Regions from separate parts of the Sus scrofa genome. Here all the other regions are linked to region 1. A link is a contact called in public HiChIP or PLAC-seq data. All regions are on one chromosome and are shown on one strand. The core of a region is the stretch at or near the end of the contact, and the rest is flanking DNA. Distances in the headings are between cores, read along the strand shown. Region 1 has its middle 110 kb from the start of TMEM164. Region 2 overlaps ACSL4 (acyl-CoA synthetase long-chain family member 4). Region 3 holds the start of ACSL4 (acyl-CoA synthetase long-chain family member 4). Region 4 overlaps ACSL4 (acyl-CoA synthetase long-chain family member 4).

Region 1 (6,068 bases), core at 2,042-4,541:
TAGGATCCATGAGGATGTGGGTTTGATCCCTGGCCTTATTCAGTGGGTTAAAGATCCGGCATTGCCATGAGCTGTGGTATAGTTTGCAGACACAGCTTGGATCCCGTGTTGCTGTGGCTGTGGTCTAGGCCGGCAGCTGTAGCTCTGATTCGATCCCTAGCCTGGGAATGTCCATATGTGGCGGGTGCGGCCCTAAAAAGCAAAAAATAAAAAAAATAAACTGTGTGTGTATATATACATATGTGTGTGTGTATATATATGTAAAAGTATATGAATCACTTTGCTGTATAGCAGAAATTAACACAACATTATAATTCAACTATCCTTCAATAAAAAGTTCGAATTATGTCAGATTTTTTTTTTTTTTTGGTCTTTTTGCCTTTTCTAGGGCTGCACCTGTGGCATATGAAGGTTCCTAGACTAGGGGTCTAATTGGAACTGTAGCCACCGGCCTATGCCACAGCCATAGCAACGCCAGATCCTTAACCCACTTAGTGAGGCCAGGGATCAAACCCGCAGCCTCATGGTTCCTAGTCAGATTTGTTTCCACGACGGGAACTCCAAGACCTGGACACTTTCTGCTGCCCTTAGCATGTTCCACACATACCCCAAGCTAGTCTTACAGGACTAGTGATTTTCAGAAAAGGGGGGTGGTGCTCCTATAGGTTGGATACATGCTGACTGCATGGCCGTCATGTAGGGCTGGTGGTAGCCTCTATGGTACTTTTAGAAATGAGAGATCTCAGGCGACATGGGGCTTTCTAAATTAGGATTAGTAAAAGATGACCCCTTCGGGCAGACAAAGTAGAGAAAAAGATCAACCTCCTGGCGGATGCAGCCCTTTGCAGGGCATAACGCTTGGTGGGGAGAGGACGGGCTGAATTTCAGGCTCACTTCACCTTGGCCTAGCACATTTATGCCCTGCTGCCATTGCTAGCAGAAGCTGTCCTGCCTGCTGTTGTTGCTACCTTGTGGACACCAGGGGGCAGCCAAGTACATAAGTTGCATCTTCCCCTGGGCCCCCATGGCAGGACCTGATGTGCCCAGCCGATGTGGGACAGCCTTCACATCCAGATAAAATCTGTTAGCTCCCAGGAGCGCCTGGGCTCAGCTGATCTGGGTAATTCACTGCACATTGATAATTTGAGACTTTGAAGAATTGGGCTGCCAGTTCATTTTGCCCCACTGGGGGTACCTAGTGCTTCAGGAAGCCACACTAACTCTGTTTCCCACAGACTTGATTATGTCTTAACAGGTGGAGCCACAGAATGTTTCTTTGAGCAGTTTGGAAATCTGAAAAATTCTAGCCTAGGCCACATCGTACAACCAAAATTCCAATATATTTTCTGTTTGCTAAAAAAGGTCTTACCGTATGGCCTTTCTGTCAATAAGGAGACAAAGAATATATATATATATAGTGTGTATGTGTGTGTGTGTGTGTGTGTGTGTGTGTGTGTGTATGTATATAGATATATATTTTTTTGGTAGCACCTACAGCACATGGAAGTCCCCAGGCCAAGGATCAAACCTGTGCCACAGCAGTAACCAGAGCCACAGTAGTGACAACAACCAGATCCTTAACCCCACTGTGCCATGAGGGAACTCCCTGAATATGATTTATGCAGTGTTCCCTTAGAACTTTTAGAACCCAGTGTTTCCAGTCATAATAGCATCTGAGAAGTCTGGGATTTTTTTTTTTTTTGTCTTTTGTCTTTTTAGGGCCACACACGCGGCATATGGAGGTTCCCAGGCTAGGGGTCTAATCACAGCTGTAGCTGCTGTACGCCAGAGCCACAGTAATGCCGGATCCTTAACCCACTGAGCAAGGCCAGGGATCGAACCCACAACCTCATTGTTCCTAGTCGGATTCGTTAACCACTGAACCACCACAGGAACTCCTTGAGAAGTCTGAGTCTAGTGGGTTCCCTTGTTAATCTGAGGTGGTGGCCCCAATGGTGGCGAGCGGAGAGTATAAGCAGTGCTTCTGAGTGGGGACTAGGTGGTCTCTGGCATCTCCAGCCTTAGGGAGCAGGTCAGCTCTGTCTAAGGGGATGGGCAGAAGGTGAGTGTGTGAGGCTGTGGGGAAACTAAGAGAATTTGAGAGCGCTTGCCGACATCCAGATGGGGGGACCTGGCCAAAATGGGGGGTGGAAGCAGGAGCCAACCTGTTGAGTCAATCTGGTCATAGAGAACTAAGGTGGGTGCCAATAAGATTGCTGCAGTGGAGCTGAAAGAGGCAAATAAGAACTCAGGTTGCACTTCCCATTGTGGCTCAGAGGGTAAAGAACCTAGTGTCCCTGAGGATGAGGGTTTGATGCCTGGCCCTGCTCAGCAGATTAAGGATCTGGCGTTGCCACAAGCTGCAGCATGGGTCACAGATGTGGCTCGGGTCCCGCGTTGCTGTGACTGTGGTGTAGACCGGCAGCTGCAGCTCCAATGCAGCCCTTAGCCTGGGAACCTCCATATGCCACGGGTACAGCTCTAAAAAAAGAGAAAAAAAGAAAAAGAAAGAAAGGGAGCATCCAGTACCCCAGCTGGGCTGTTAACACTTATATTCCAATGGACAGACTAAGCCTAGTTAATGGGACCAGGGTGGGGTGAATAACAACGCGTCCTGTACTTTCCCTCCAGGCTGTAATAGGACTCTCTGTCCTGTGTGGAGGGGGTAGCGGACTTGCTCTGCCTTGTGCCCTGACAAGATGTTCTGCACGTTCTACCCCCCAGGATAAATGTCCATGGGTGGGTAGCCTGGCACTCCGAATTGTTCTTATTAAGAACGTGTGTAGGAGTTCCCGTTGTGGCTCAGTGGTTAACGAATCCGACCAGGAACCATGAGGTTGCGGGTTCGATCCCTGGCCTTGCTCAGTGGGTTAAGGATCTGGTGTTGCTGTGAGCTGTGGTGTAGGTCACAGTCGCATCTCGGATCCTGCGTTGCTGTGACTCTGGTGTCGGCCGGTGGCTATAGCCCCGATTCGACCCCTAGCCTGGGAACCTCTCTATGCCACGGGAGCGGCCCTAGAAAAGTCAAAAAGACAAAAAAAAGACCAAAAAAAAAAAAAAAAAAAAAAAGAACGTGTGTAATGGGCTTCAAACCATGAAGACACAAAGGTTTTCTCTGGCTGTGCAGCCTCTGATGAGGTCTGACTTTCCAATAAAGGGCAGCAGCCGCTGGTCATATTTCTCCATCCTGGAAATTCTAGTGACAGTTTTAGGGAAATTTAGGGTGTGGAGGTTGTGGTCCAGGAAGTGAGAAGGAGGGTGGATTTCCTGTTGTGTCACCCCCTCTTACAGCATCATGGTGTATCTGGGGACTTGGCTAGCATTGAGTATTTCTTTGCTCCATTGATTGCAGCGCAAAGCTATAGCGGGTCCAAAGAGGATGAAGGGGACTTGGGCTTCCTTTCCAAAGAAACTTGGGTAAAAGAGTGATCTGCTTCTGCAGGAAGAGTAGCTCCCAAGATTGCTTGTGGTGTGGGTTTGTTTTCCCTCGGTGTGTGAAAACACTGGCTTTATCTATGTTTACTGCCCTCCACCCACCGAAAACGTTCTATCTCAATATGAACTCGTCTTCCTTCCCCTTTCCAAGGAGGCTCTTCTCAAGTTCCCCTCTCAGCAGCTGTCTCACTTCCTTTTAGATGTTCCCACCCAGCAGTGGCCACATTGCACTTTGATGAAAGAAAGAATGGGTAACCTTAACTGACCTCCTCATTGGGGCTCAAAGCTGCCTGGGCCCCCTCCCCCACCAAGGTCAATCAGCAATGTCACCAGGACCTATGTGTCTGCAACTGATGGGAACCCTTGGAGAGAGACTTGCCCAGAACATGGTTCCCTTTTGCACCTGAGAACCCTGACGAGTCTCAACCCCTTGCTGATGACATGACGATGAGCAAGAAGCAGATGTGGTATTTGAACAGAGGTCTTTTGATCAAAAATCTAGGGCTTGTTCTGTGACACTGGAGGCTTTATGAACAAGAGGCACTCAATTAATATTCCTTGAGAGGCAGTATATATAACGCAGTGGTTAAGATCCCCGCTTCTGACAACTGTTTTTATCCTAATGTGTGATAAAATGTACACAATATAAAATTTGCTATTTTAGGGAGTTCCCGTTGTGGCTCAGCGGTGACGAACCTGACTAGTATCCATGAGGACGCGGGTTCTATCCCTGGCTTTACTCAGTGGGTTAAGGATCCAGCTTTGCGGTGAGCTGTGGTGTTGGTCACAGACGTGGCTCGGATCTGGGGTTGCTGTGGCTGTGGGGTAGGCTGGCAGCTGCAGCTCACAATGGACCCCTAGCCTGGGAACTTCCATATGCTGTGGGTGTGGCCCTAAAAGGTTAAAAAAAAATTTGCTATTTTAACCATTTGCAAGTATACAATTCAGTGACATTAAGCATATTTGCAATGCTGTGCAACAATCATGAGGAGCCATTTCCAGAACTTTTCCACCATCCCAGCAGGATCTCTGTACTGCCAACTGGTTTCGAACTTAGGTTCTGCCACTTGGCAACTGTACAAGTTGGTAAACTTGTACCAATTCCTCAGGTGACGTCAATTTCCTCATCTATAAGATGAGGGTAATAATAACGCTTCTTCAAAGTACTGTCGTGTGTGTGTTCGTGTGTGTGTGTGTGTGTAAGACAAATACACATCGTAGTCATCATTGAGATGAATTGGTAATGTCGCTTGAATGGTTAATTCATTCATGTTTATTTCATATTTCTTAGTGGCTTGAGCCACCAGGCGGCAGGGCTAAGACTCAGACTCAAGTTAGCTTGACTTCAGGGCTTCTGTCTCTACTGCTCGTACTGTGAGGATTAACCGAGATAAGGCGGGTTCAGTGCCTGCCACGTCGCAGTGCCTCAACCAGCGGCAGCTATTTTATTGTTATCAGTATTATCTTTACTGTTAATCAAACGGAGATCGAAACTCATGCCTCCTTTACCTCTAAGGTGATGGAAATCTTCCAAACAGCAATAAAATTTTTTCTACCCTGGAGCAGAAGAAAGAGGCGGAGAGCCTCTTTGATATGTATGTACGACTAACCACATACGCCTGCCACCTAGCAACTGTCACCCTGGAGGATGCCCGTTTCCTGCTCCATTTGTCCTGCATGGCAGGCCCAGGGCCTGGAGCCTGGCAGGGTGGGCGGTGACAAGGACCAGCTGCCAACAGATGAAGGAGAATGAAGGGGGAATCCCGTTCAACCACTGCCTCCTGCAGCTGCTCTCGACTCTCCTTGCAGGATCCCCCAACCCCTCCCAACAGTACAGGGCGGTGGACACGTGGCCTTGAAAGAGAGGACAGAGAACCCTATCCTACTCCGCCAGTCCTGCTGGCCCTGGAGTTCCCTCCCCCTCCCCCTCTGGCTGATTCAGGCTTAGTCTCCCAGGCTGGCCGGGGCTGAGGGGACGGAAAGGGGAGAAGGGAGTCAGGATGGGAGAAAGTAGGGGGACTCTGGGCTCAGTTTCTTTCTTCTTGCTCATTTCCCAGCCCTCATCCAGGGCTTTTCCTCTAAATCCACAAGCCTATTTTCTCCCTTAAAATATATTCTTTCTTTCTTTCTTTCTGCCTTTCTTTCTTTCCTTCTTTCTTTCTGCCTTTCTTTCTTTCTTTCTTTCTTTCTGCCTTTCTTTCTTTCTTTCTTTCTTTCTTTCTGCCTTTCTTTCTTTCTTTCTTTCTTTCTTTCTTTCTTTCTGCCTTTCTTTCTGCCTTTCTTTCTTTCTGCCTTCCTTCCTTCCTTCCTTCCTTCCTTCCTTCCTTCCTCCTTCCTTCCTTCCTTCCTTCCTTCTCTTTCTTTCTTTCTTTCTTTCTTTCTCTCTCTTCCTCTCTTCCTCTCTTTCTCCTTCTCTCTTTCCTTTCTTTCAAATTCCCAAGCCAGGGATCAAACACACACCACAGCAGTGACCCGAGTCACGGCAGTGACAAAGTCAAATCCTTAACCTACTGAGCCACCAGGGAACTCCCAGAAACCTATCCCAGGGTCCTTTCCCCAGCTACTTGCAAACTTTCAACCTGTTGGACTCGCCTCTCCATTTTCACCCCCTCACCTGGCCTCGCCTAGGTCAT
Region 2 (5,589 bases), core at 689-3,188, 190 kb after region 1:
TTTCATGCGAAAATGGCTGGGTTCCTGCAGGCACGGAGGGCAGGGATGACTAGTCGGTCTCGTTGGCTCGTCTCCTGTAGTCAGACTTTGTCTCTGAACTTGGCTCCTCTCCTGACTGTGGGAGACTTAAGAAGGACAAATGAAACCATTAAGATCACGACTCCTGCTACTTGTCATTTTTAAAAGTTTTAATTATATATTTTTATTGAGCTATGATCAATATGTAACGTTGTATAAGCTTAAGGCACACAATGGGTTGATTTGGTATATTTTTGTATTTTACAGATTACCACCTTAGCATTAGCTAACACCTCTATCATGTCACCTAACTATCATGTCTGTCTTGTGCCGAGAACATTTAAGACCTAATCTTTTAGTGATTCTCAAGTGTACAACACAGTGTTGTTGACCGTAATTACTACGCTGTGCATTAGATCCCCAGAACTTATTCATCTTCTGGGTGGAACCTTGAACCCTTTAACAACATCTCCCCAATTCCTCTACCACCCCAACCAGTCTCTGGCAAGCAGCATTCTACTCTCTGTTTCTTTAAGTTCAGCTTTTTTGGATTCCACATATAAGTGATATCACACCCTATTTGTCTTTCTTTATCTGGCTTATCTCACTAACTGTAATGCTCTCAGGGTCCATCTATGCTGTTGCAGAGAGCAGAATTTCCTTTTTTCTCGTGGCCAAGTATGCGCCACTGGATATATACATCACATTGTCTCCATCCAGTCGCTCCTTGGCAGACACTTAGGCTGTTTTCATGTCTTGACTATTGCGAATAGTGCTTCAATAAACATACAAGTGCATTGAAGAGATCTTTAATATCCTGTTTCATTACCTTTGCATGTATAAGCAGAAGTGGGAGCGGGATTGCTGGATCCTATGATAGTTCTATTTTTAATTTTTTTGAGGAACCGCCATGCTATGTTTTATAGTGGCCCTACCAACTTATATTCCTACCAACAGTGTGGGAGGGCTCCCTTTTCTCCACATCCTCACCAACACTTGTTATCTCTTGTCTTTTTGATGACAGCCATTCTAACAGGTGTGAGGTGCTGTCTCATTGTCGTTCTGACTTGCATTTCCCTGATGATTAGTGAGATTGGGCACCTTTTCATGTACCTTTTGGCCATCTGTATGTCTCCTTTGGAAAAGTGTCTACTCAGCCTTCTGCTTATTTATTTATTTATTTATTTTGCTTTTTAGGGCCGTACTTGCAGCATATGGAGGTTCCCAGGCTAGGGGTCGAAACGGAGCTGTAGCCACCGGCCTACGCCACAGCCCCAGCAATGCAGGACCTGAGCCACATCTGCGACCTACGCCACAGCTCATGGCAATGCCGAATCCTTAACCCACTGAGCAAGGCTAGGGGTTGAACCTGCAACCTCATGGTTCCTAGTTGGTTTCGTTTCCACTGCACCACGACGGGTACTCCGAAAGTTTCTTTTTAAAGATCTGTTCTCATGTCACTGTACCCATACATGTTGTCTTTTATTGCAGATTGAAAGCACGAACAATAGACAGGTTCTTCTTAAGAGAAAAAGAAGAAATCTGTAAGTATTTGTCCTTTAAAAATTCTAAATTTGTAATCTTGTCCGCTTTTGGAGAAAATTAAGTGACCAAACTCATAGTCATCTTTCCTCTTTATTTTGGAAAAACCCTGCCAATATTTATGTTTGTGTTAAAAAGGCAATATTTGGGAAATTAAAATAGGAAAACCTTTTGCTCTGTGCAGCTTCTAAAATTTAAACCATCTGTCACTCGTTTATGAAAGGGGAAGTGATAATTCAAATCTCAATACAGTCTTTTCCTTTTGAGTATCATCAAAAATGGAGTCACAGGTTGGAGTTTCAGTTCTGACTATGGAGGCATATAGGCTGTGGGTTTTTGACAAGCTACTTAGCTTCCCTTTGCCTCTATTTCCTCATCTGTAAACATGAGCTTAGTAGGAAGTGTCCAGGGAACAGATGGAGTTTAATCTGTAGTAGTGTCTACTTTCTCCAATAAATTGAAGCTTATTCTAGGTACTATTTCTCAAACTGATTTAAAGATATTTCTGATCTTCCAGAATCTAAGCATTATAGTACTGTCCTTCACTGAGGCACCTACTCTAGACCATAATATAGAATGAAAGGATGTAACAGAGCACCTAAAATTAGAATTTTAGTGTTTGAGCCTTAGCTCTTGAAAATTGCCTAGTCCAGGGGTTCCCAAACATTGACTTTGAGACCCGTACCCTGGCCAGTGAAGAGTTTTTACTGGCCTATGATGAAGTGAGGAAAATAAGGACTGTAGGCCATGGTATTTTTTAAAGCTCAACTTTTTTCCATTTAAAGAATTGCTTCTTATTATAAGATATATACTTCTAATTTTGGGGAATTTGACATGTTCTATATTTTATGAAATGATAGTGGTAGTAAATGATAGGTTTGGGGGATTTTTTTTTTCTTTTTATGGCCACACCTCCAGCATATGGAAGTTTCCGGGCTAGGGGTCAAATCAGAGCTGCAGCTGCCAGCCTAACCACAGGCACAGCAACGCATATTCTGAGCTGCATCTGTAACCTACACCACAGCTCACAGCAATGCTGGATCCTGAACTCACTGAGTGAGGCCAGGGGTTGAACCCATATCCTCATGGATACTAGGGTTCTTAACCTGCAGAACTACAATGGGAACTCCTGTTTTTTGTTTTTAATGTCTATACCTGTCATTGCCCTCACTGTCCTTCATTTTTAAAACTTTTACTGCTCCACGATATCTTACAATCTGAATCCAACTTTCTCATTTTACAGATGAGGAAACAACCAAGAGGTTATTTAATTTATTCCAGATCCTACAGCTCAGCAAGCTGCTGAACCAGGACTAAAACCCTGTATAGAATGCTGCCTCTCTTGTATTTCTTGTCTTCCAAGGATTGCTTTCATTATAATAGGTTATGAAATTGAAACAGTCTAGTAGTTCTTATATGCTAATGAATATTTTTGAATTCCAAGTATAAAGAAATTCAAAAAGACTCAATGTTCTTATATGTCCAAGTGCTAAAGTCTACTGATTAGCCTGCATCAGAAAAATCTTAAACATGACCAAAGGCTTTAATCAACAGACCAGAATTAGCGCTCTTTCTCTGTCTCTCTCTCTCTCTCACACACACACACACACACACACACACACATACACCCTACACAGATAGATAAAAATTTACAGTAATTGGCCCTCAGCCCATCTAGATGTGTGAGAGAAAAAAACCACCAAGGTGGAGGATTAGGAGTTGCCAAAAGCATTAGTGAGAGCATCTGGCCAGTTGTGTATAGGAGTTTACAGATGCTTAGGAGATTCCACTTCAGTTAGCATAGCTCTGCCTTGGCCTTGGCTATCCCAGAAATACACTTCAAACCTAATCCCTTTATCTCCCTTGCTTCACTCACATTTGTGAAGCATGCATGGGCCAGGTAAACAGATGAACGTGGAGAGAGAACAGAATGGAAAGTATTCCCCTTGCCTAACACGGAGACATTAACTAAAGAGTCCTTTTCCGTGGCTTCTTGTATTTGGTCACGTGTGGCTTCCTTCTTTAGTTAAAAGTCCTTCAATTTCTCAAATGTCAGGCACACCCAAAAGGAAATGTTAAGAATAAAAACACAATCTGAATTTTCTGCTGTCCTTGGAATATCTGTGCCTTTCTCTTCTTTACTAACGCAAATAATTTAAGAGTTGACGGAATGGCTGTAAGAGTTCAGTCTTCCACAGAGTTATCAGCCTTTGCGTTCTCTTATTTGTCTCAGTTATAAAGTATATTTAATACTAAAGAGCAGAGTGAGGTTGTTTTGTTTTGTTTTGTTTCCTACCACAATGCAATTTCACATTATGGTGGCCAGGTAGCTGAATGCTAGTGACTGATTTGGCCATTTTGTAAAAAATGGTTTAAGACTACATTGTCCTATAATTTTTAACCGTGTGAAGTACAGGGAAATAACGTTAACAAAGAACTAACCTATTAGGCTGGCCCCACCTCCAGCTAATGCGGAGGATAGGTCACATGGCAAAAAAGCTATGTGTTGCAAAATTCTCCCTGGAACACAAAGACATTCCTGTGGGAAGTATCACTGCTGATTTCAGATTTTTTTTTTTTTTTGTCTTTTGTCTTTTTAGGGCCACACCCGAGGCATATGGAGGTTCCCAGGCAAGGGGTTGAATTGGAGCTACAAAGGCAGGCCTGCGCCACAGCCATAGCAATGCCAGATCCAAGCCGAGTCTGCGACCTACACCACAGCTCACAGCAACACTGGGTCCTCAACCCACGGGGAGAGGCCAGGGATCAAACCCGCATCTTCATGGATACTAGTCGGGTTCATTAACCAATGAACCACGACGGGAACTCTGGATTTTTTTTTTTTTTTTGAACCGGTGCTCATGGTTGGTAGCCTGTAGTTGTATTGTTTTATTATAATAAGAAGATTAGATAAGATAAGATGGTAGGAGATAGATGCATAATAAATAGGTTAGATGACAGGAGATGGGGTCTGTGTATTTCTCATTCAGATGAAACACATATAGCTGTGAGCTAATTTGAAAGTTTAGCTCAGAATCACTTGGTTTTGATTAAGTTCTGTTAAGATCATAGAGAAGGAAACTCCCGGTAAATGGAAGACATTACAGACAAAATTTAAGTCTACACCTTGCGTAATGGGCTGTCTAATTTAGCAGCGGGGTTTTGTATACAGGGTCCTGTAGCAGACCCTCTCTGGCAGCAGCTGCAAGATATTGGAATTGTCATTGTCATTGTCATTGTGCTGTCTGCTCCCTTTCTACAGCACTGAACCCTTTATATTCCTCCCCAAATATATGCTCCTAGGACTTAGTTTTTCTCCCCCTTTTCATGACGTCTGATCAAATTGGATTGTAACATGCTGCTTTGTCAGGTGGTGCCACCTCTAACATGATTTATCTTCAAAAATTCCTTACACGTAGGCTTTGGATTAAATGATACCCAACCCACTCCTGACTTTAGAAAGCTACATGTTTTAAAATGAAGTGTGTTGCGATCACTTAAAACGAAGAAGAGATATGTAATTAAGTGCAACATGTGTGAAGTGTGTAGGCGCAACATTGGCTCCTAGATCTCATTTCAACATATATAGATAGGATCCCAATTATACTATGCTATGACCTAGAAAAAAAGCATTATCTGATGCATACTGGGATGTTCTTGGCTTATGGGAGGGAACCTTTGCTAGAGCCTGAAAGGGCATATTCAGCATGGCAGCTTTTTCTTTGCTGGGGAAAGCCGGGAAGAGACTAGCAGGATGGCGACTTCAGGAGTTAATATCTCTCCAGGTGATGAAGGAAACAGTGCAGTGTGTGTGTGGGGGAAATAGTGCACCTATGTGTTCACCCTTGGTGTTTGTTTCTGTTTGTTCTTAGAGTTCAAATGCATTTATTACAATTACTGTATGCTGGCTTTAAAGTTTGACTGTATTTCATATCGATTAGTTACCAGCTTTGAGTCAGATGAGACTTGCAAGGGGCAGATGGATCTATATTTCACATGATTATTCTGTCCTGTTGATGGAGAGCAAAC
Region 3 (5,369 bases), core at 2,651-5,150, 160 kb after region 1:
TGGATCCTTAACCCACTGAACCACCAGGGAACTCCAAGATTTTATTTAGAGGGGATAAGAATTTTTTTTTTTGTCTTTTTAGGGCCACACCCATGGCATATAGAAGTTCCTAGGTTAGGGGTCAAATCCAGCTACAGCTGCTGGCCTACGAAACAGCCACAGCAACCCGAGATCAGAGCTGCCTCTGCAAGCTACATCACAGCTCATGGCAACGCTGGATCCTTAACCCACTGAGCGGGGCCAGGGATCGAACCTGCAAACTCATGGTTACTAGTTGGATTTGTTTCCGTTGCGCCAAGACGGGAACTCCAGGAATTTGTTTTTTAAAAGATAAAGAATGAGTTAATGAGAGACAAGGAAGTCAAGTTTCATTAAAACCCTGTTGGGATTTTGATTTAGACCACACTGATTTTATGGATGAACTTGGGAAGAATCCAGTGTTTACTGTGTCTTCCCATTCAGACTCTTTAGATGTCATTTCATTTCTTTCAGTTTTTCAACTAATTTAAAGGACAGAGAAATATACTGGAATGAAAAGAAATAGTTATCTGAAAAAAGTCATTTCTCCAAGAATGATATTAAATCTAGCTACTATGGCTTTGACCATTTTTGAAAGGAGTAGCTTAGGTTATTATTTATGTTCACAGTGAGATCATCTTTTGTCTAGGTTTCTGATTTCACCAGTTGTTTCAGACACGCCATTGAAGACAATATTTGGCTTGGTTATTGGGTCTGAAAAAAAAATAAGGTCTTATGAATGACAAAGCATAACATCACTTGCCTATGCAAATATTATTATAAAGTCTTGCTGCTTGCAGTTGGACCAAGGGGGAAATTATTATTTTACAAACATGTGAAGTATGTTTAACATGCAAAGGCTTGTTACACAGTCAATGAAGAACAGTTGTTTTCTGCCCTTCCATAAATAACTAATGCCAAGAGCAGCCTGGCTATCTGTTTCGGCTTCTTGTTACAGGAGAGTAAAATGGGCAAGGCCTAAATATCAGTACCTGCTAATAGAGCTGCCCTGAAAAATTCTGTTTGCTTTCAGTTTAATTTCCATGCTTCCAGTGCTCTTTATGTTGTATTTTGAATTGGGCAGTTGCCCTGTACATTTTCCTAACTCTTCTGCATCTTCATATGTTTCTCTCTTCTATTTTGGATCAGACTTGTAGTTCTGGGAAGGCTTTATTACCTAGGAAGCCTGATGTAGTGGCAGGCACCCTGGTCTAGGAGTCAGGAGGACTGTGGTAGGAAATCCAGGCTCTGCTACTAGTTAGTCGTATGCCTAGACAAGTTGTTTTACCTGCATCTGTTTCTCTATCTGTGAAATAGTGATAATAATCCCCTGCCTTCCTGACTAGTAAACAATGGTGCAAATGTTCTTTCTGAAATGTCAGACAGCTGGCTGGGGAAATGTTTGGCTCCTGGGTAGTCGTTCTGGAGGGTTTCTGGCAACAAGAGATTAAGCAAGGTTTGTTTTGACCCTGAAAAAGTGAAAAAAGAGCAGCTAGAAATAGTGTGGAGACACTTGGTTTCCTTTTCGGAGATGGGCTCTTCTAGCCTCTTCACCCTGGGTGTAGTTAACTGGAGAGGAAAAGGTGAGTTATGGTGGGTGCGAGAGGTAGCCAGAATAACAGCATCCTAAGTGATAAAAATGGTGAAAATTCAACTAGTTTCTTGGTCTGATAAATATCTCTTTATATTTATACACATGCTTATACATAGGTATGTATGTAGACCTATTCATACATACAAACAAAAACTGAGAGCCTTAGGCTCTTTCCTTTATACCTTGTAAAGCTGGAGGAACTTTAATAATCCAGCACTGACTCAGTGTTCAGAGGAAACTACCTAATTGAGAAGGTCTGGGCTAAATGACTGCTAGTAAAGAAAAATGGACCAAAGTACTCTTTTATTACATGTTCTTTCTCATCTTAGTCTGATTTATGTGCTACACTGGGTCTGTTCTGTGTCTGTGTTTTATTTATTTATTTATTTATTTATTTATTTATTTATTTCTGTCATTTTTTTTTTTTAGGGCCACACCCATGGCATAGGGAGGTTCCCAGGCTAGGGGTCAAATTGGAAGCTGCAGCTGCCAGCCTATACCACAGCCACGGAAAGGCAGGATCCTAGCCGAATCTGCAACCTACACCACAGCTCAAGGCAATGCCCGGATCCTTAACCCACTGAGCGAGGCCAGTTGATCAAACCTGCGTCCTCTGATGCTAGTCAGATTCGTTTCTGCTGAGCCATGACGGCCCCGCCTGTGTCTGTGTTTTAATTCCACCGCTAGACACCAAGTCTGTTGAGAGCGGGGATGATCATTTTCTTGATTTCATTTGTATTAACCCTGCTGTACATGACAGGGCTCTGTGCACTGTAGGTACTCCGTGAATTACAGAGCTGACAAATGATTACTTATTTCTGGTACTACCACACGATCTCATAAAATAAACATGACAATTAAACTTGTTTGAAGTCCTGAACTTTCTAGGTCACTCTCGATAAAGGAAGTTATATGTCTGCCACAGCAATGTTCATAGGCATATTATATATAAATGGGTGGGCCTGTTGGAAATGGGATGAGTAATCCCACTCAAAGAAGTAACATATAAAGGCTGTAGATTTATGCTCTCCAGTTGTGGGCCTCCAACCACCTATAGTGTCACCTGAGATGCTTAGTGAAGATTCAGACTTCACAGCCCCACTCAGATCCAGGTATCAAAGAATAAGTCTAGCCTGTAATCTGAGGTGGTCTATCCACCCCCCACACATGCAAACACACGTATGTTGTTACCTCCAGTAATTCTATGGGAAAATGGAAAATAGCAAATGAAATGACATGTCCATTCCCAGCAAGAAGAGGAAGCTAGTCCTCCATTATGTATCAAGGAACTGGAAGAATACTGGCGTTTTCTTTCTTGCGGTGATACATTCTTGGCAGTTGGTCGTGGCTCCTTTGCAATTATGGTCTGCCCCTTTTGAAGTCCCAAGACAGTTCGCCAGCATTTTATTTTTAACAACAATTTCTTGAAGGTCTTGGGAACTGTATTTGCAGGACTGGCTCAGAAGCAACGATCAGGGCCAGTAAGATGCCACAGTGCTGCGGTGACTTGTCCTTATCAGTTGTGAGCTCTTTGGCCATTACACCACCGTGGAAATGCAAGGCATAAAGTGAAAAGCCTGCATTCTTGTGATATTTCATAAACGGGGGTGACGGCAGGGGTCTCAACGCAGTGAGAGGCGAGATAAAGCGAAGACAGGCGTGAGCGCGGGCTCGGAGGAGCAGGGTGTCTTAGGCAAAGAAGGTTAAGATCTCTCGCCGAAGGGAGAACAGTCAAGTCCGAAGATGCTTATCTTGAGAGGGCAGGCTGGAAGATGACCCGAGGGCAACTTTCATTACAGGGTGGAGCCCTAAGAAGCGAGCGCAGGTGCGGGCGTGGGCCCGTTCCGCACCTCGCTGAAATCAGATAGGCGCCCGAACCTCCCGAAAACACGCTCCATCACGTTGCCTCGGGACAGGAGCTGGACCCCGCGGCAGAGCCGTTAGCCGGCTCGGCTCCCCCGCCGCACCCCCCTCCATCGCCCCCCTCCATCTCCCCCCGGCAGCCGCTAGCGACCAGCTCGGGGCTCCTCCTTTTCGGCTGACGTCGGGGCGAGCGGAGGCGGGAGCGTGGGTGGGCCGAGCGGGCCGTCGCCCGCGATTCGGCCGGCTGTGCCACACCACCGCGCGCCCCCGCTCCGCCCGCCCCTCCGGGCGCGTCTTTTCCGGGCCCGCGCCTCGCCGCGCCTCGCCCCGCCTCCGCCGGCCCTCCGGGTGCGCGCGCGCCGCTGCGGCTTTTTCTCCGGCCTCCGCGGCGCGCCCCTCCTCGAACCAGCGCTAGCGGGCACGCGGCTCCTTTCCGCCAGCTTCCCGAGTGCCCAGCGCCTGCCGGCTGCGAAGACGCCGTGGGCAGCGCCTCTGGTGAGTAACTGCAGCCCGCGAGGCTCCGGCCCCGGCACCTCTGTCCTCTGGCTGTGGCGGGGCCCCCGCTCTGGCCGTGCCACCGTCCCACACCTGAGCCCAGAAGAGGTTGAGGGGACGTTCCTGTTCCCGGAATCCGCTGGCTTGCTTCTTGAGCCCGCCCCCCTCGTCCGGGAAGATCCCTAAGTCCCGGTATCATCTCCTTTGCTGAGGTCTGGGGTCCTCGAGACCCTGGCTTGCCTCTACCTGCCGATCGCTGCCCTTCGAGGGGCAAAAGCATCTTCCTGATCGGGGTGCTAGGCTTTGCCGTGACCCTTTCCGAAGGAGCACATCAGCGACTCGCCAGACCTCCAAACGACCTTTAGGGCGCCCCTGGACCTCAGCTCCATTTTGTCCCCTTCCAGTCGCTGTCTGTCTGGGAGCTAGGGGGTCTCTCTGGCCCTGGAAGCATCCGCCCTTTGAATTTGAGGGATGCCCTAGGTTCCGATATCCTCTCAGCTTCCGGATCTTTAGGTGTGTTAGAAAACGGCTGGTTTCTAGCAGAAGCGGGCTCTTATTTTTTCCTGTTCTACCTATCTACATCCCTGTCCTCCGTGGGTGCTGTATATTTAACATTAGCTTTATTCACTTCCTCTTCCTCTCATTCGAGGGCCCTACAGAAAGAACTGTGGGTGATGTCTATCGCACAGAGGAAAATCGAGGAGAATATGATTCATTGCCTAACCCCCATTAAGGGGTTACATATTTTAAATAAGACGTCATTTCTCCTCTTGACTCCAGCATCTCCTCCTTCAAAAGGCATTTTTTTTTCACCCTCTTGAAATGACTTTGCCCTAAATCGCTCTTCACCTTAAAAAAAAAAAAAATCAATCATCGCTCTGAGAAACAACGGGGAGATGGAGAATAAGGACGAAATGGCATTTAAATGAATCTCTTTGAAAAAGCAAGCCATCTGCTTCATTGGTTAATGGTTTAATCAGCGCCTCAGTTTCCTCATTTACAAAAATGAGGATGTTGGAATGAGGGTTCCTTCTTGGGTTCTGATTTTAGGACCTCTAAATTCGCTCTTAGTAACATGTTGCTGCATAACAGAGATTGAACCTGATGAAATCCTCGTGTCTTGGTAGTTGCTTGTCACTTTAGTTTTTCTTTTGTATTGCCTCTGACTAATAGTTTTAACTGTTATTGGTACAGAAGGCTGTAAGGGGAGATTCAATGTCTGTACTGTCAATGAGCATATCAAAGATTTTAATAGTCTAAGGCCTCTTCCTTGAATTGTAAAATAGCGATGAAACCCGCTAAAAGGTGAGACCTGTAAGACTCCTCTAAGAATTAACACTCTCTCTGCCATTCAGGTGGAGGATGAAACATTAAACTGTTGGTCTACTGGCAACATAGA
Region 4 (5,800 bases), core at 1,817-4,316, 220 kb after region 1:
GAGGCCGGGGATTGAACCCACAACCTCATGGTCCTAGTCGGATTCATTTCTACTGCACCAAGACGGGAACTCCTGGATCTCTAGACTTTTTCAAATGGAAGTTTGTACCCTTTGACCAACATCTCCCCATTTCTTCCACTCCCAGACCCTGGCAACCACCAGTTTACTCTGTTGCTATGGGTTTGGCTTTTTTAGGTTCCACATAGAAATGAGATCATGCAGTATTTGTCTTTTTCGGTCTCACTTTTTTGACTTAACATAATGCAAGGGATGGCTCTGCTGTCCTCATTTGTGAATGGTTCTATTCTAATATTGAAAGGGCATCCATAGAGTTCTTCATTGTAACACAACTGAGTTTACATTAATTGCTATTTTAAATATTTAAAACTAGCTATTTATAAATAGGTATGCTATACTTAACAAATCTTGTTAATTTGTGCTAAGCAATGCCAAGAAAACATTTAGTCATGGTCAGGGCTGTTTTGCTTTGTTTATTTAGTTTTTTTTTCTGTTTTGTATATATTAGCTTGGGAGTCAGTATATCCCAAACCTAGTCCTACATCTAATTTTCCAAGGAGCTGTGAGCAAGAATCCTATTTTTTGTTATCTTAGCTTCTTTTAAAATGGAATAGAAATGACTAAATTATAGGGACAAAAGAATTTTAAGAATCTGTAAAACTCTGCCATGCTGTAAGAGTTACAAGGTAGTAGTAAAAAACCATCAGGATTAGATTAACACAGTTGAATGCTTGGTTCTATTTGAGAATAACTGAAAATATTTGAGAGAAAAGAATTTTTAGGGAGTTCCCATCGTGGCTCAGTGGGTTAAGGATCTGGCGTTGCCATGAGCTGTGGTGTAGGCTGCAGACGCAGCTCGGATCCTGTGTTGCTGTGGCTGTGGTGTAGGCCGGTGGCTACTGCTCTGATTCGACCCCTAGCCTGGGAACCTCCCCGCGGCCCAAGACATGGCAAAAAGACAAAAAAATAAAAATAAATAAAATAAAAAAATAAAAAGTTATCTTTATATGACAGATGAATGAATTTTTTACACTCTAGTTAATGTTTTTAGTGTACAGAACTGAAGAAGCCTCTGTGTTTGTCCTTAGTATTTTTAAGGGAAATTAATGATATAATAAAGTAAATATCTCCATTATACTAAAGACTTTTACCTAAGATATTATAAACAGGGTATTTTCAACTAAAGACCGTCTCAGTGTTGGTGCGGTTCCTTTCTGATTATTTAATATGTTGCTTCTTACCTTTTAGGAAATCATGGATAGAATTTATAAGAATGTTATGAGCAAAGTCCAAGAGATGAATTATATTCAGAAAACTCTGTTCAAGATAGGGTATGATTACAAATTGGAACAGATCAAAAAGGGATATGATGCCCCACTTTGCAATCTGTAAGTATATCTTATAGATTCTATAGTTTGAGCCTTTAGATCTTTTCGTGTTTTTACATTTGGAAGATGAATAAGCACATGGCAAGGTAATTACCACCAGCGTTGAATTTCTCTTTTTTTCACTTCTAAGCCTCATTGCTTGTGTAGCAGGCACAGGACCTTGAACTCTGATCTTGGCAATTTAACACATTTTAATAATTGAGAATGTTTTAAAAATTTAATTAAAAAATTTGGTCTCATGAAGAAAAACTACAACGGACTCTTGTGTCAAGACAATTGAGTTTTAAAAAGTGATTTTTCAAGATTTATTTTGCACAAAGCTTTCTGACTTATTGTAGTCACAAAATAACATATTAGGGGTATGAATATAAGTTATTTTAAATGTGGTGCTGGAGAGTCAGGATGGGGAAGTGTTTTCATTGGATGGGAAATAAGATAGATGACTAAATGTTCCAAGGATAACTACAGTTTTTCCATTGACATCATCATTTTCTTTCATCTCCTGTGTGTCAAAGTAGTTTCCCAACACGGCATTTTTCTTTTTGCATTTTTAAGAGTTTTCCTGACTTTTCTCCTAAGGTGTTACTAGTGGTCTCTTTGTTAACCTCTCATTATCGCAATGGTCCTAAAGTGTAGATGTTTGACCCAAGTTGAGAAATCTTTTCCAGAGCCTGTAAATTAGTATGTCACCAAAAATAATCTATGCATATATTCAAATCATTTATTTCCCCCCCCTTTTATCAAGGCTACTGTTTAAAAAGGTGAAGGCTTTGCTAGGAGGGAATGTCCGTATGATGCTGTCTGGTGGAGCACCCCTGTCTCCGCAGACACACCGATTCATGAATGTCTGCTTCTGCTGCCCGGTTGGTCAAGGCTATGGATTGACAGAATCGTGTGGCGCTGGCACGGTTACTGAAGGTAAGCATTTTTAACAGGGCAAATACTTCTATATTAGTTGCTACTGGCAAAGCCAATTTGCTTTGCCTTTGGGAACCATGGTAACTTTCTACCTCTTAAGTTACATCAGAGTCAATGCAAATCTGCGTAGTTTTAGTTTTGGAAATGTTTACTTGATTGTGTGTACCTTTTATTTTTTATTTTTTGCTTTTTTATTTATTTATTTTTTTTAGGGCCGCATCTGCGGCATATGGAGGTTCCCAAGTTAGGGGTTGAATCGGAGCTGTGACTGTTGGCCTACACCACAGCCATAGCAACGCAGGATCCGAGCCATGTCTGTGACCTACACTGCAGTTCACGGCAATGCCAGATCCTTAACCCACTGAGCGAGGCCCGAGATCGAACCTGCGTCCTCATGGATCCTAGTCAGATTCATTTCCACTGAGCCACAATGGGAACTCCGTGTACTTTTTATTTTTAAGCCTCGTAAATATTTATGCCAAATTGTCAGTCCTCAGAGTTCTGTCACCCTGGTCTTTTAATCTTCTCTAAGTGATCACTTCTGTGGAGAACTGAACTCTTAGAATAAAGTATCACTTTTGTCCTCCTTCTCAAATCTATATTCCTGCCCTAAGTTCTTGTTTGCTTTCTCTTCTGTTGTTTTCAACAGTCTATAGCAGGGTTTCTCAATGCTGACACTCTTGAAATTTTGAGCCAGATAATCCTTGATTGTTGGGTCTTTCTGGCACACTGTAGGATGCTTAGCCACAAGATAGCAGCTAGATAATGTGGCAATGAAATATATCTCCAGACATTGCCAAATATGTCCTCAAGGGCAAATCACCCTGGATTGTGAAACAGTGGGGTATAAAGTAATTTTCATTTCATCATCTCACTTTTACTTTAACCTCATGTACAAAGTCAAGGCCATTATCCAAAAACCGTCTCTCCATTGCCAAATTGTTTGTGACAGTGTTATTACCATTCCTCAAGTCATTCAAGGCATTGACTTTGAAGTCATCTGATTTTTTAATAGCTTTAACTTTCATCAGATCCTCCCATTTTTTCGTTGGCTTTCTCCCTCCCCTGCCTGCCACCTTTGGCATCTGACATTTTACTACTTCACACTGCTCTGAGGTAACAGCCTTTCAACTGCTTAGGATTCATCGATGTCACTTAGGATTCATCCTGTATTCTTCTCTTAGACAACAGCCACCTCAAACACGGCTCCATACCTGATGAACCTAGCTTTCAAGAGGTCTCTAACCTGGCACCATTGTGTCTGTTCTTCATAATTTCCCTCCTGTGTACACAGCTGGGTTCTTCTCTCCAGACAAGCCAATCTTCTTGCTCTTGTATTTTCTTTCTTTCTTTTTCCTTTTTCTTTTTTTTTTTTTTTTTTTTTTTTTGTCTTTTTGCCTTATTCTAGGGCCGCTCCCGTGGCATAGGGAGGTTCCCAGGCTAGGGGTCGAATCGGAGCTGTAGTCACTGGCCTACGCCAGAGCCCCAGCAATGCGGGATCCGAGCCTCGTCTGCAACCCACACCACAGCTCATGGCAACGCCGAATCCTCAACCCACTGAGCAAGGCCAGGGATCGAACCTGCAACCTCATGGTTCCTAGTCGGATTCGTTAACCACTGTGCCATAAGGGGAACTCTGCTCTTGCATTTTCTGTTTCTTTCTTTTGGAAGGTCCTTTTGGCTGTCCAATCACGGCCATCTTCTTGTGTGCAACTCTTCAATTAGGTCTTTCTCAGCTATTTCATTTTACATTGTTCTTTCTAGTCTTTAAGGGGCTACTGTGCTCACCAGCAGTACCATGCAGGTTAGAATTTAAATGTGCTCTAAATTATTGCACATACTTTTCTCTCCAGGTTGTTTCTTTCCAGCTCATGGAGGGCAGTGTCTCCTTACCTTTAATGTGTTTTCCTCACAATGTTTAATGTAATGCTAGGTACAGAATAGGTTGTCCGTAGATATTTGCTCATTGCTGGCAATCACCACAAACTACAAAAGGATGATATCAGCACCATTGTCCTGTTTGATAACAGCCACTAACATTTTTTTTAATTTTTATTACTCAAATGAATTTATCACATCTGTAGTTGTATAATGATCATCACAATCTGATTTCACAGGATTTCCATCCCACAGCCCAAGCACATCCCTCCACCCCCCCAAACTGTCTCCTCCAGAGACCATAAGTTTTTCAATGTCTGTGAGTCAGCATCTGTTCTGCAAAGAAGTTCAGTCTGTCCTTTTTTCAGATTCCACGTGTCAGTGAAAGCATGTGATGTTGGTGTCTCATTGTCTGACTGACTTCACTTAGCATGATCGTTTCTAGGTTCATCCATGTTGCTATAAATGCTGGTATTTCGTTCTTTTTAATGGCTGAGTCATATTCCATTGTGTATATGTACCACATCTTCTTGATCCACTCCTCTGTTGATGGGCATTTAGGTTGTTTCCTTGTTTTGGCTATTGTAAACAGTAACAGCCACTAACATTTATGGAACACTTTGTTTTTGCCAAGAAGTATTAAGCACTGTCCACAGATGATCTCATTTAGCCCTCACAGCATGCCCCTAAAAGAAATTGGTTCTGTTATTACCCCCATTTAGCTAGATTAGGAAATGGAGGCTTAGAGAAATTAAGTAACTTGTCCAGCCAATGAGTTGTAGCAGAGGAATTCCAATCGAAATCTGTCTTACCAGAATCCTAGGTAGAGAACGGTGGATCCAGCTCTCTTCCTTTGACAGAGATTTTTGTGCTTAATTATCCAAAATATAGCCGTGAGAAGCCAAAATGATGTACCAACATTGGAAGCAATTGCACTGTTCAAATGAAGCTGACTATTGAAAAACGATCACGCTTTGCACTCCTCTCTCTATGGCCTCTTCTTTTGTCATCTTTCAGAATCTGGCTCTAACTCCAGGATTCCTGTTAACGCCCTCGTGCAGGTCTGAAACATGATATACTAACTGATATCTTTGTTGCTCTTCTCCCTGTAGTTACTGACTATACCACTGGCAGAGTTGGAGCCCCTCTTATTTGCTGTGAAATTAAGCTAAAAGACTGGCAAGAAGGTAAGCATTTTATGTCAAGCTCTAGTGTTTCTAGATATGCTAAAAAGCACTGTGAGCCTCTAGACTTACTTTTTTTTTTTTGAACGTGTTAGGTTGTCTGCGGTAGCAAGCACATCTTTGCTGTTGCTTGTTCCTTGTGCTTTCTTTTTTCATTGGAACATCATTAGGTTCCTAAAAGGAAAAGAACGTCTTTAGAATCGAGGCATGATGATTCTGAATTTGGGAATACTTGATGGTGAAAAGGAAAAAAATTCTTAGTGGGGCATTGCCTGCGTTTGGAGAAGGATATACATCCTATCCTTTGAAGCTCAGATTTCCCAGTGAGGAGGTTTGGTCTGGGAAGTGAAGTCCCAGATTTTCGGGGGACAGAATGACTAATCTCTCTCTCTCTCTCCTTCCCATACACACACA

Evidence for each region. HiChIP or PLAC-seq counts read pairs in DNA pulled down with a chosen protein or histone mark.
Region 2: a contact with region 1 is called in an H3K27ac HiChIP or PLAC-seq map of alveolar macrophages. The contact joins two enhancer-like sites. A contact is called at or near these places in 6 of 47 Hi-C or Micro-C datasets (blood, epiblast stem cells, liver and 2 more) and 2 of 2 datasets of contacts at active chromatin or transcription factors (alveolar macrophages and skeletal muscle).
Region 3: a contact with region 1 is called in an H3K27ac HiChIP or PLAC-seq map of alveolar macrophages. The contact joins the promoter of ACSL4 here to the enhancer-like site in region 1. A contact is called at or near these places in 1 of 5 promoter capture datasets (liver), 14 of 47 Hi-C or Micro-C datasets (alveolar macrophages, blood, embryonic fibroblasts and 6 more) and 2 of 2 datasets of contacts at active chromatin or transcription factors (alveolar macrophages and skeletal muscle).
Region 4: a contact with region 1 is called in an H3K27ac HiChIP or PLAC-seq map of alveolar macrophages. The contact joins two enhancer-like sites. A contact is called at or near these places in 1 of 5 promoter capture datasets (liver), 18 of 47 Hi-C or Micro-C datasets (alveolar macrophages, blood, embryonic fibroblasts and 11 more) and 2 of 2 datasets of contacts at active chromatin or transcription factors (alveolar macrophages and skeletal muscle).

The regions. Positions count from the first base shown.
Region 1 is chrX:89,994,359-90,000,426 of Sscrofa11.1, reverse strand. No RefSeq gene overlaps it. Among named protein-coding and RNA genes, the nearest start is that of TMEM164, 110 kb to the left of the region's middle. Within about 2 kb of position 3,291, at least 6 of the 83 cell types and tissues checked have an H3K27ac peak or open chromatin away from gene starts, as enhancers often do. A contact at or near this core is called in alveolar macrophages and retroperitoneal adipose tissue, where this site is marked.
Region 2 is chrX:89,802,195-89,807,783 of Sscrofa11.1, reverse strand. ACSL4 (acyl-CoA synthetase long-chain family member 4) reads left to right here. Exons shown (of 16, transcript NM_001038694.1): 2 at 1,510-1,562. Among named protein-coding and RNA genes, the nearest start is that of ACSL4, 33 kb to the left of the region's middle. Within about 2 kb of position 1,938, at least 3 of the 83 cell types and tissues checked have an H3K27ac peak or open chromatin away from gene starts, as enhancers often do. A contact at or near this core is called in alveolar macrophages, where this site is marked.
Region 3 is chrX:89,836,139-89,841,507 of Sscrofa11.1, reverse strand. ACSL4 (acyl-CoA synthetase long-chain family member 4) reads left to right here and starts at 3,900. Exons shown (of 16, transcript NM_001038694.1): 1 at 3,900-3,970.
Region 4 is chrX:89,777,542-89,783,341 of Sscrofa11.1, reverse strand. ACSL4 (acyl-CoA synthetase long-chain family member 4) reads left to right here. Exons shown (of 16, transcript NM_001038694.1): 10 at 1,267-1,406; 11 at 2,152-2,324; 12 at 5,315-5,389. Among named protein-coding and RNA genes, the nearest start is that of KCNE5, 38 kb to the right of the region's middle. Within about 2 kb of position 3,066, at least 2 of the 83 cell types and tissues checked have an H3K27ac peak or open chromatin away from gene starts, as enhancers often do. A contact at or near this core is called in alveolar macrophages, where this site is marked.